2 separate regions of the Mus musculus genome follow, and region 1 is linked to region 2. A link is a contact called in public promoter capture Hi-C data. All regions are on one chromosome and are shown on one strand. Each heading gives the region's core, a stretch centred on a gene start, on an enhancer-like site or on the middle of the called end of the contact. The rest is flanking DNA. Distances are from core to core; before and after follow the strand shown. Region 1 holds the start of Angptl3 (angiopoietin-like 3). Region 2 holds the start of Cyp2j5 (cytochrome P450, family 2, subfamily j, polypeptide 5).

Region 1 (6,419 bases), core at 870-3,369, 2.4 Mb after region 2:
ACTGTTCAGTGGAAAAGTGCTTGCCTTATATGCTAAGCTTCCAGATTCAAGCCCCACTACCACCCACATACACATCCCAAAAAGAGAAAGCATGCACACATATATACGCTAACCAAAAGATACAATTCCTTACCAAAATTCAAGAAAACAAACCTCTAAAACCTAAATATCAGAAAATTTCAATGACTAAATAATTTTAGCATTACTCTTCACCAATAAATTCTAAATGTAACCACATTGTTTCTAACTACAAGAGATAGCTGATATATGTAGTGCCTATTAGACAGCAAGAAAGATTCCAGTGATTTAAAAATACTAACTTTAATCTTTTCCCAACCCTAAGTAAAGTATTATTTCCACTGGGCAAAAGAGGAAGCAGAGAAAGTAAATGATGTGACCAAGAGTGGAGGAGCTAAAGAACAGCGGGCTGAGATTCCACATCCAGCGGTCCTGCTCCACAATCATGCTCACAACCAATACTTAACTGGCATCGCTAAAGAAACCATTACAGTCAAACCTGTAATACTTAATCAATCAACAGAGAACCTCCATTTATGATAGGAATGGGAATTTATATGAATTGAATTTTAGAAAAGATGTGGTTTGTAAAAATTTGCCTGACAACTTAATTTAAAACATTTTATATTGATTTTTTTTCTTTGCAAAAAAACCTAGCCATATACATGAGGGCTGGAAAGATGTTCAGCATATATGAGCACAGGCTGCTCTCTAAAGGACCTGGGTTTGACTCCCAGTACCAACATGGTGGCTCACAATCTTCTGTAACTCCAGGGGACCCAACGTCATCATCTTACCTGCCATGGTACATGCACATACATGAGGGCAAAACACCCATACACATAAAAATTTTTTTAGCTATGAACTTGACCCCAATCCATGGTGGTAAATGACCATAATCCCAGCACTAGAGCAGGAGAATCACCACAAATCTGATGTTAGCCTGGGCTACAAAATAGGACTGTCATAAACAAAACAAAACAAAGCTACAAATTATATAGTGCAGCTATCCCAATGAATGAGGAAACTGGTGAAGGGGGAAATTAAATAACTGTTTAAAGCCAAAACACTAGAGCTATCTTTTAGAACCAGACAACAGTGTGGTTCCAGAGTCACACTCTTAGTAATTATGTTAATTTCCCCAAATGTCTTGTATTAATACTAAGGATAACCACCCATAATTTAAGTTCTTATAATTTTTACTTCTAATATCAATTGTAGACAATGGAACATTTACTCTTAAACATACTATTAATCTTTACTTTTGTTAAATCTTTTTAAATTTTGTAGTAAGAAAATTGTTACTAAGCTCACAAACTTCAGGAAATGATGGTTAAACCTCTGCTACTGGGAGAATTGGAATTTAATTCTAGTTTATACTCAAACAATCACATGTCTACTGCTACTTCACATGCATGTGCATCTGTCTACATATATATACACACACACATACATATATGCATGTCTATGACATATATACATGAAAACCATGGAAAGGTGGAAAATAACTATTGATTAACATACAAGAATGGCTAAGACATGTGAAATAAGGACAGTAAGCAGTAGTCTAGTGACAAGTGAATACATAGTTACATGCTAGCTTATCCGACGACAGAAACAGAGGCTATAGCATTGAGAGCCGCAGCACTAACTCAACAACTTGGAAAGACTTGGGGAGTGGTTGCTGTTTCCAGATAAACAAACTACAAACAGGGTTACAGATGCTTAATTTTTCCTCAAGCTAAGGAAACTCACACTTAAGTTTAATGACAAACTTAATCCATCAAAAACTAAGGTTTATTTGTAAATCTCTTATAGTAAGAAAAAATTTAAATGATCTTTTAAAAACAGGTAAATACCTTTATCCTGAAAGAATAATTATCAATACAGCAAATTTAACTATTTTAACAATTTTGAAAATTACCTCCTATTAGTTGCTCATTTCCTTGATTTCAGTTGCCATTGATCTAACTCAACATGGGGGAGGGTTACATTCGTGCAAGTTAGCACAGCTTAATGGTTAACTCCATTCTCCTGCCAACCTTGTGTGTGCATGCAGCAAATAGCCGTGTATATAAAGTCAAGAGGTCCAGGTCTCCTTACAGGAGGGAGAAGTTCCAAATTGCTTAAAATTGAATAATTGAGACAAAAAATGCACACAATTAAATTATTCCTTTTTGTTGTTCCTTTAGTAATTGCATCCAGAGTGGATCCAGACCTTTCATCATTTGATTCTGCACCTTCAGAGCCAAAATCAAGATTTGCTATGTTGGATGATGTCAAAATTTTAGCGAATGGCCTCCTGCAGCTGGGTCATGGACTTAAAGATTTTGTCCATAAGACTAAGGGACAAATTAACGACATATTTCAGAAGCTCAACATATTTGATCAGTCTTTTTATGACCTATCACTTCGAACCAATGAAATCAAAGAAGAGGAAAAGGAGCTAAGAAGAACTACATCTACACTACAAGTTAAAAACGAGGAGGTGAAGAACATGTCAGTAGAACTGAACTCAAAGCTTGAGAGTCTGCTGGAAGAGAAGACAGCCCTTCAACACAAGGTCAGGGCTTTGGAGGAGCAGCTAACCAACTTAATTCTAAGCCCAGCTGGGGCTCAGGAGCACCCAGAAGTAACATCACTCAAAGTAAGTAGAAATCACAGCACTCTGATTGTTTTCAATATGGACTTTTAAAAATACATTTTAAAGACATACTCTTTTAAATACTCTGCTAGATCATTAACATACGTATTTTTTCCAAGAAATAATTTTTTCAAGAAATAAAATTATCCACTGGAACTTCAGTTCAGGGTTTGCTTTGCTAACATTATATTTGAAAAGAGCTAAAATTTATATTTCATTTAATTAAGTACTTTTGTAACATTCAACTATCATGCTACTGATAATTACTAGAGGTGAATTTTTGTAAAAAAAAAATTTAAAACTATTCTTCCACAAACAATAGATTAATATAGTAAATGGCATATTCTAATTCCTTTGAAACATTGTTTATCTTACTTTAAATAAAATTCAGAAAGTTTTAGATATGGCAATTTTAAAATACAGTAGCAAAATGGTATATTATTTGAAAAAAGCATAGGACAATGGCAGCCAATGTTCACTTTTCTAACAACCCACTACTAGCTTAAAAATTAGGTGGCTGTTATATGTAAATAAAAACGTCAACAAAAAAGACAGAGGACATTTTAAACAAACTACAATCTGTGTTCAGAGTTTTGTAGAACAGCAAGACAACAGCATAAGAGAACTCCTCCAGAGTGTGGAAGAACAGTATAAACAATTAAGTCAACAGCACATGCAGATAAAAGAAATAGAAAAGCAGGTAAGTAGCCTACTGCTATGTCAGACTGCTGCACCAGCTGACGGAACTATCTGCTTGCAAGACTTTCTGTACCACTAAGCAACTAACCTATGCCATGCAGCTCCTAATGCGTCCTACAGAAAACAGCAGAGTCTGTCTCACTGAACTGTGAGAAAAGGCAATCCATGTCTGATTCCATTAACATGATCTTATTCAACTTTAAATCAGGTCATGAACGTGCTCTGGTTGAAGTCTCTACACAGCCTCCTCTCTTGCTCACAGTCACTCTTAGAACCTGCAATGACCTGGCCTTTCATTATCTCACTAGCTTCCCCGCTATTCTTCACCTCCACCAAACACGCTGCTCCCAAGGCCTCCGTCTGTGTGGTGTCTGTCTAGATTCCTGGTTTTCCCCCTAGTATCTGCACTTCCTATACACTTTTATGAAATACGAAATGCTTAATGAAGCTGTCCCAGGCCAATAAATAGAAAATAAAAGGCCTCCCCAAAGTTACTACATTGTTTTCCCCTCTGTAATATCTTTATATTTAACATAAATAAAAAGCTATTTCTTGCCTATCCCTCAATTAAACTGGAAGATCTGTGAACCTGTGATTCTTTAAACCCTTTATACAGAATACTGTATAAACACATTGTAGGAACTCAATATTTTGGAACTGACCATTGCAACAGCGTATTCAGCAAACACAAGTTAATAAAGTTAGCTAAGTTTGTAATCCATACTGTTGAAAAGAGAATATATTCAAATATTTAAGCAAAGCACATAGCCTTACTGGCTCTTTTCCTTTTAGTCAATGTCTCTCGTTTCATTTGCTTCATTCTCTTAGTTGTGTTATTCATTAAATAATGCTCTTGAGTAACTGTCTCAAGAACAGAATGTCAGTCTGTGTGGGGAGCACTGTTCCTTCCTCTTTGCTTGCTCGCAGAACGGGGCGAGGGCTCTGCACATGCTCAGCAAGCACTGTGCCCCTGGCTGACTTCTGACACACTTACCCAGCATTCCCTAACTGCATATACAACAGCATTTTTAAAAGTAGATTTGTATTCTTTTATCAGCTCAGAAAGACTGGTATTCAAGAACCCTCAGAAAATTCTCTTTCTTCTAAATCAAGAGCACCAAGAACTACTCCCCCTCTTCAACTGAACGAAACAGAAAATACAGAACAAGATGGTAAGATAATCCGGGCAGTTTTCTCTACAAAATTCCCTATTCTTAAGACCTGATCTGATCTAGATAAGAGTAAAAATTTATATATAGCAAATGCCATCACCAAATGTTAATTTAATTGGACCCTGGCTTGTTGTCTGTCTGTCTGTCTTTCTTTCTTACTTTCTTTTTTACTTTCTTTCTTTCTTCCCATTTTAACACTATAAATGACATTCTTATGAAGCTGATATAAAAACATGGAGTTATTAATTTCATAGATATAAAATGATACTATAGGTATAGAAAAGGAATAAGCTTATGCTTATAAGACATATGGAGAGCCACAAAGGTCATATTTAAAAATGACTTTCTAGTCAGAGCACGGTGGCTCATAGCTGCAGCACTTGAGAGGGTAAGGGAGGAGAACTGATGTGCATTTGAGAGCAGCCTAACTACAGAGTTAGTTCCACATTAGCCTGAGCTAAGGTGAGACTCAAAAAGAATAAACAAGACAAAACAAAATCTATTAAAAAGATTACTTTCTAAAGCAACAAACCAGATATATTCATGTGTACAAAGAAAACATGCACTTCTAAAACCCAAAAGATCATGGAGTTCTCAAAAATTCTACTTTCCTAACTGCATAAAATCTTTCACAGGTAAAATAAAAGTTCCAAGAAACAAAGTCACTATTTCCAGCCAAACTGCTGAAAACAACACATTCCAAGCAGTTGTTTTTGTTTCTGTAACAGACACAGGAGAAATGCCTATGCGGGCTCTTCCTGTACAGTCCGTTTCCACACCTGCTGCTTCCAGTTAGATCCAAACCCTGCACTGAGCTTCTGCTCCCTGTACTCTCACTTCGTACTCACTCTCACAAGATAGCGCTTTTTAAAATTCTCATTTTCTCCACTTTCTTTTAAAATAAGTAAGTTGGAAATGTTATTTTAATGTTACTTGGATAGTTTCTCACCCAATAGACAAGCTTTAGCATAAATATTACTGAACATTCACATCAATTCCATAAAATAGTAGTAAAACTGTAAGCTCTACAGATACTTCTATTCAAAAATACTACATAATAATGTCTGTCAATTCTAGACCTTCCTGCCGACTGCTCTGCCGTTTATAACAGAGGCGAACATACAAGTGGCGTGTACACTATTAAACCAAGAAACTCCCAAGGGTTTAATGTCTACTGTGATACCCAATCAGGTAAACCCATGGAAACAAGAATACGTTACAGTGAATTCAAGATACTCAATACCTATTATCAAAACTAAGCCTGTTATCAACTCACAGAAAATGGTTATTCACGCAAATCTGGGATCATAATAAATGATAAAGTATATTATCTTAACTATATAGTATCTAATTAATAAATCAACTCACAAAGCCAAAGCTAAAACCAAACTCAAAACGGGTGATTTTTCCTCCGTCAACTTTAACCTACTAAAAATAACTACATTCATTCACACTCTCCAGGCAGTCCATGGACATTAATTCAACACCGGAAAGATGGCTCACAGGACTTCAACGAAACATGGGAAAACTACGAAAAGGGCTTTGGGAGGCTCGATGGTAAAGTGATTTCCTTGCATTGTTCGTTTATTTGTAAATTTAACGGTATTAGCTGGTTGCACTGACATGGGCCTGCGATCACAGCCCTTTAGGGGTTGGGGGTGTGCCCAGCAGGTGGGTTGAAAGCTCAAGGCCAGTTTGGGCCACATATTGAGACCTCTTCTCAAAAGAAAGAATTATAAAATAAGAAACAATTATAAAATGGGCTGTGGAAATGTAACAATAAACAAAAACAAACTGCAGCCTTCATAAAAATGATTGGTAAAAACTATACATGTTAGCAATTATAATTATCTTTTTTTTTTTCTTTCTTTCTTTTTTTTTGGTTT
Region 2 (7,199 bases), core at 738-3,237:
TTTGCCTCTAAGAAGGTGTTCCCTCACCCACTCCTTACCATATCTTGAAATACTGGAAATCTTGAACATGAGGTTGAAAACCTCTTCTTTCATCTACCTTAATTTTTGAGCATTGTAAACCCTTACAACATTGTAAACCCTTACAACAAAACTGTTGATACTGACTCTCTAGCTCTACTTTAAACTAAAACACCTTAAACACAACTATTTTACTTTACAAATTTAAGGCATTTCAGACAGCACTCTGTGGTCCTGTTTATTACCTTTCTAGTTACAATTCCTCATAGAAGCCAACAACACATGGCTCTCCATCGGGAAATGCAGGCAGCTTCCTTTAAAATGATAACGTTTCACAATGGAATTTCTTACCAATTCTTATACAGTTGTGGATGACAAGGTAAGTGTAATACACCATAAAAAATATAAAGTGAACATTACTGTGGTCAAGAAACTTGTTGCAGTAAATCTCTCCAACCTAATTATGCCAGGGCAATGAAAACACAATACAATTAATATAAATCCATGCTGTGTGCCTAGATTGGACAGATCTATGGCTACACTACCATCTTCTCCTTCTATGAGATCCCTTAGAACTTGCAGTTTCTCCAGGCCATGTGCTTCTGCTCTGCCTTTCTTCTTCTTCTTCTTCTTCTTCTTCTTCTTCTTCTTCTTCTTCTTCTTCTTCTTCTTCTTCTTCTTCTTCTTCTTCTTCTTCTTCTTCCTCTTCCTCTTCCTCTTCCTCTTCCTCTGTATCCTCTCCCTCTTCCATTTTCTCCTTCTTCTCTCCCCCACCTTCTGCTCCACTTTCCCTTTTATCTGCCCAATCATCAGCTCCCCTTTATTTTACAAATTAAGGTGGGAAGCAGGTTTACAGGAAATCACCTGAGTGCTGACTCATTCTTTGTTCGAAACCACTCACAGGAGAATAGAATTACCATCAAATATAATTAGCCCCAAGGCTATCCACGACAGAAACTTACCATTTTTACCTGTGATTCGTTCTCTAACCGGTGTCATAAAGCGATTCACAAAATTTTGGTCCAGGTGGGTAAACATTTCTTTGATTAAAGGCAGTCCTGATACAACCACCACTGGTGATTGGCCCAACTCCAGACTAAATACATTCCCATATTTCTTCACAAACTGTAAAATATTTCAATAGTCAGAGTTAAGTGTGTGAATGTCTGAGGATCTAATATAATAATGTCAGGCATGTGTGTTAGTGGACTTATAGTGAAGTTCTATATGTTTTTGTGAGAACATGAAAATTATTCTGTGGAGAGCTCACATCCCCCATTCAAGTAAGTAAATAAACATAGAAAAAGATGTAAACTTAAAGTGAGTCCTTTTGACCTAAGTTCTTTAAGAAACAATAGACCAAATAAAATATACAAGATTAGATAAACAAACAAAAACTCTACTACTCCAGAGCAGTGGAACAGGTTTACAAAACAGGTACTACTTTCATGGTGCCAACATTTTAAAAGGAAAAATAATGGAGTCTATTGACTGGAGGAGACAGAAGTTGTAGTGAGTTTAGCAGATGCACAGAACAAGCTTTAGAGTCCTGTAGCCCTGTCCTCCTGTCTGGGCTGTTGGGAATATTACCAACCCTGCAATTTTGGATTAGTGTCATGATACAGACAAGACACTCTCAGCCCCATCTTACCTGCTGAAGCACCAAGTGGGTTTGCTTAGTGTCTATTTGAAAGAAGTTGCCCACAAAGGGCAGACGCCATGGCCCTGGTGGGTAGTTTTTGGGGTGACGGCTTCTGAGGATGTTAATCAGGAACAGGAAAGTGACAACAGCCAGTACCAGAGTCTTGAGATGGAGTGCTTCCCAGAAGGTGGTCACCAGGGAGCTCAAAAACATAATCATATTTGGGATCCTTGCACACTCCTCTGTAGAAAAGAAAATGGGGAACAGTAGGCTCTCTATGACAGGGTTACAGTGGACATTCTCACCCCTTCCTGCCCCTTGATGATCTTCCAAGTACAAGCCCTGCTGTGGCTTGGATTACCCACTGTTGGGTGAAGCAGCCTGGTTATTTATTTCTAGAAATCGTCAATATCGGGTGGGAATAGACCACACTGAGGGAAATTGCTTACTTATAAAGAACTGTTTTGGATGACAGGGAGATTCCTAGGTTTATGATTTTCATACTCAGACCCCAGTCTTTGACCTGCTGTTTTCCAGTCAGCATTTTACCCAGTGACCATAACCTGCCTGGTAAACAGACATTTCTGCTGATTTTTTCAGGGCACTCATCTCTTTACATACGCTCTGTACATTTTAGGATCATGAAGTTGGTATAAGTTATTCAGGGGATGGTCTTTTACTAAGTAAATTATTTCCTTTGGCAGTTCTTCATATATAAATTTTACATTATGACTTACTCTCACTCTGCCACTCTTCTCTTTCTCTCTGACCCCATCAACATTCTCTTTTCTTTTTATGTTTTGGGGGTTTTTCATTTTGTTTTGTTTTTCTTTTCTTTTTCTATGTTCATGGCGTACCATTTTGTTTGTTACCCACTGAGTTTAATCAGAGTTTCCTGTGGGAACAGAAGTATGTAAATATTCAACAGAACATAGTGGGACCACCAATGAGCTCACATCTGAAGGTAATGATGTTCTCATTTCCCAGCATCCATCAGTAGGCAATATTTAATTAGGGAGAGATAAGGCCCCTTCAGCCCTTCTCCTATCCATGACTGGGCATTGTTAGGTATAGTCCTATGCAGTCCCAGTGCACCAGGCAAACACAGATACTATGAGTTTATAATTACTATGGACAATACATGTTCAGAACATAGCATTTTGAAATTCTCATGCAGTCTTCCAACTCTATTAAGATTTTCTGTCCATTTAATAATAGTCTCTTAGCTTTAGATGGAATAGTATAAAGATCCCATTTAGATTTTAGCACCCAAATGACCTATACTCTCAGGAACTTGAGCAGTTAAAAGTGCCTGTATCCACTGTTACTCATTAACTGAGAGTACCTTTCCTTTGTGGGTATAAATATAGATTTTTACAAGGCAGTTTGGTGCCAAATTAATACAGCTAAAGTACAGCAGTCAATTCATGCCTAGGACCTATGACCTACATGACATTGGGTTTTGTCAGGTTTATAGTACAAAGTAGCATAAGCAGGAGATGAACTTGATAGCATTGGCTCACATTGAGGGAACACCGGTTAAACATTATTATGTGTCACCCAGCACTGACACTGACAAATATGGCTGTTTATGGAAGTATTTTAAAGATAACACAGGATCTTACTAAGCTCCTAGCACTGAATATTTTTAGGTTCTCAGATGTGTTTTAATTGAATGTCTTGTTTCTAATTACTTACTTTTTCTTTCATTCCCTCTCTCCCTTACTATTTTACACCTTTCAAAGCTTGAACCCAGGGCCTTGAGCATGCTAGACAATTACATTGCCATTGAGATGCATTCCCTGCCCTGAGAAATTCCCCGTTGAGATTTAATCTAATTTCAATCAGGTTGGCTAAAAGAAAAAAGAAAAAGAAAGAAAGGAAGGAAGAAAGAAGGAAAGAAAGAAAGAAAGAAAGAAAGAAAGAAAGAAAGAAAGAGAGAAAGAGAGAAAGAAAGAGAAAAAGAAAGAAAGACTAGAGAAGAAGGAAGAAAAGGAGGAGAAGAAGATGAAGAAATAATGTTTGAACAAATATAGGGTGGGAAACACTTATTTGATGTGGGCAAAAATAAAACTGGTGAAGCCATTACATGATTCAGTATGGAGGTTCCACAAAAAGCTAGAAATAGGTCTGCTAGAAATAGTTTCTATTTGGGCACATATTCAAATGACTCTGAATCTTACTACAGAGATACTTACACATTTGTGTTCATTGATGTTCTAGTCATTATAGGCACAGAAAACAGCATATATGCCCACCAACTGATGAATGGATAATGAAAATGAGTATATTTATATGATGACATGTTATTCAGTTGTTCATAAAAACAAACTATTAAATAATCAAGTACGTTGATGGAGCTGAAAAATATTCTGACTGATGTAACACAAGAACAGAAAGACAAATGTAACATTTTCTCATTTGTTGATGCTAGCATTGAATCGTTAGACACAGCCACAGAGGTCACAAAACTATTCAGAGTCCATGGATGCCAGGGACTGGGATAAGGATGGAGATTTAAATGGAGGAGACATAAAGAGAGAATACAAAGACAACAAGAATGCAGAGTCCTTAGTCCCAGGGACCATTGTAGGAAAGTGTAAGAGCCAGATGCAGTGGATGACTACAACAAAGCAATCTTCTCTGTACAGCTGTACTACAAACTTACAGGTATTATGAAGAAATGTGCAAAACCTTCACAAACCCAAGCCAGTCAAATTTCTGCATACAGAAAGAAGGTGGACATCATATCCCACATGTAGCTAAGGAGTTTTTGTCAACTGACAGCTGCTGGTAGAGAGAAAGAGATGGTTTTCTTTAAGAGTATGGCAGGTTTTAGCTTAATGATACTGAAGTGTGTGGCTTCATATCCAGGTTTACATTACTAGTACAAATTGGACTTGATATTTTTTTAAAAAAAATAATAAAATATGAGGACAAAAATGAGTAGGAATGAAAAGGAAATGGGGATCTGAGAGGAGGTTGGAAAGGGATAAATTTGATGAAAACACCTTACATGAGATTCTCAAAGACTTTAAGAAAATATTTTGACCTTAGGCCCGAACTCAGTGGGCAGTCCCACGGTCCCCAGAGGACTCTCCACTTCCCAGGCACCCTAACAAGCCCAGGATCTTAGAATCACTGGTGAGTGGGACACATCTGTTCCAAAACAATAGTGATGGGTCTGTGCCAGCAGAACACAGGAAACTCACCCAACCAACACCTCAAGTTCCTTCTGGTTGATACTGGTATACCTTGGTTTGGAGCACAACAGATAGCCCAACAGTCCCCAGAGGAGATACCACATCCAGGCTCTGTAACATGCCCAGGATCTTAGGATCCCAGGATCTTGGTCACACCAGTATCTCAGGGTCTCAGAGGAAGCTTGACTGCCAAGAACTCTGACACACCCAGAATCTCAGGTTCACAGGGTCCTGGAATCACTGGATCAGAGAGAAAGCTGGACTTGGAGGAGTTCTGAATCAACTGGGACTACAGGAAGGACAGGCTCCAATCAGATATATTGAGGGCAGCAAGCACTTGAGATAATCAGATGGCAGGAGGAAAGCATAAGAACAGAAGCAACAGAAATCAAGGTCACTTGGCATAATCAGAACTGAACTCAACCATCATAGCAAGTCCTGGATACACCATCACACCAGAAAGCAAGATATGGATCTAAAGTCACTTCTTATGATGATTATGGAGAACTATAAGAAGGAAATAATAACTCCCTTAAAGAAATACAGGAGAACACATCCAATCAGGTGAAAGAATTGAATAAAACCATCCAGGATCTAAAAATGGAAGTAGAAATAATAAATAAACCACAAAGGAAAACCACTCTGGAAATAGAAAACCTAGGAAAGAAGTCAGGAACCATAGATGCCAGCATAACCAACAGAATACAAGAGACCGAAAAGAGAATCTCAGATGCAGAAGATACCATAGAAATCATTGACACAACAATCAAACAAAATGCAAAACACAAAAAGATCCTAAATCAAAACATCCAGGAATCCAGGACACAATGAGAAGACCAAACCTAAGGATAATTGGTATAGACAAGAAGGAAGATTTCCAACTTAAAGGGCCAGTAAATATCTTCAACAAAATTATAGAAGAAAACTTTCCCAAATTAAAGGAAGAGATGCCCATGAACATACAAGAAGCCTACAGAACTCCAAATAGACTGGACCAGAAAAGAAATTCCTCCTGACACATAATAATCAAAACACCAAATACACAAAACAAGAAATAATATTAAAAGCAGTAAGAGAAAAAGGTCAAGTAACATATAAATGCAGACCTATCAGAATTACACCAGACTTCTTCCCAGAGACTATGAAAGCTAGAAGATCCTGGGCAGATGTCATACAGACCCTAAGAGAACACAAATGCCAGCCCAGGCTACTATACTCAACAAAACTGTCAATTACCATAGGTGGAGAAAACAAGGTTTTCCATGACAAAACAAAATTTACAAAATATCTTTCCACAAATCCAGCCCATCAAAGGATAATAAAGGGAAAACTCAAATACAAAGAGGGAAACTAAAATCAAGAAAAAGCAAGAAAGTAATCCAACAAACCTAAAGAAGATAGCCACATTAACAGAATTCCAACTCTAACAACAAAAATAAGAGAAAGCAACAATGACTTTTCCTTAATATCTCTTAATATCAATGGACACAATTCCCCCAATAAAAAGACAAAAGACTAACAGACTGGTTATGTAAACAAGACCCAACTTTTTGCTGCACACATGAAACCCACCTCAGTGACAAAAACAGACACTACCTTAGAGTAAATGCTGGAAAACAATTTTCCAATCAAATGGTCCCAAGAAACAAGCTAGAGTAGCTATCCTAATATCGAATAAAATCGACTTTCAACCTAAAGTTCTCAAAAAAGATAAGGAGGGACACTTCTTATCATCAAAGGTAAAATTTACCTAGATGAACTCTCAATTCTGAACATCTATGCTCTAAATGCAAGGGCATCCACATTCATTAAGGAGACTTTGCTAAAACGCAAAAAACACATGGCACCTCACACAATAATAGTGGGAGACTTCAACACCCCACTCTCATCAATGGACAGATCCTGGAAACAAAAACTAAACAGAGACATAGTGAAACTAACAGAAGTTATGAAACAAATAGATTTAACAAATATCTATAGAACATTTCATCCTAAAACAAAAGGGTATACCTTTTTCTCAACACCTCATGGTGCCTTCTCCAAAACTGACCATATAATCATTCACCAAATAGGCCTCAGTAGATAGAAAAATATTGAAATAATCTCATGTACCCTATCAGATCACCAGAGACTAAGGCTGATCCTAAATACCTACATAAATAATAGAAATCCCACATAAACTTGGAAGCTGAACAACAAACACTCTACTCAATGATAACTTGGTCAAGGAAGAAATAAAGAAAGACATTAAAGACATTTTAGAGTTTAATGAAAATGAAGCTACAACATGCCCAAACTTATGCAGTCCTAAGTAGAAAACTAAAAGCAGTCCTAAG

The links. Promoter capture Hi-C pulls out the DNA fragments that hold promoters and counts their contacts.
Region 1: a contact with region 2 is called in a promoter capture Hi-C map of liver, with 2.9 times the contacts expected there. The contact joins the promoter of Angptl3 here to the promoter of Cyp2j5 in region 2. A contact is called at or near these places in 4 of 39 promoter capture datasets (hippocampal neurons, liver and pre-B cells).

Annotation. Positions count from the first base shown.
Region 1 is chr4:99,028,835-99,035,253 of GRCm38.p6, forward strand. Angptl3 (angiopoietin-like 3) reads left to right here and starts at 2,120. Exons shown (of 7, transcript NM_013913.4): 1 at 2,120-2,665; 2 at 3,252-3,362; 3 at 4,419-4,533; 4 at 5,611-5,724; 5 at 5,995-6,090. The coding sequence starts at 2,171. All of the region lies in intron 14 of Dock7 (dedicator of cytokinesis 7), which reads right to left.
Region 2 is chr4:96,662,132-96,669,330 of GRCm38.p6, forward strand. It overlaps Cyp2j5 (cytochrome P450, family 2, subfamily j, polypeptide 5), which reads right to left and starts at 1,988. Exons shown (of 9, transcript NM_010007.4): 1 at 1,670-1,988; 2 at 981-1,143. The coding sequence starts at 1,879.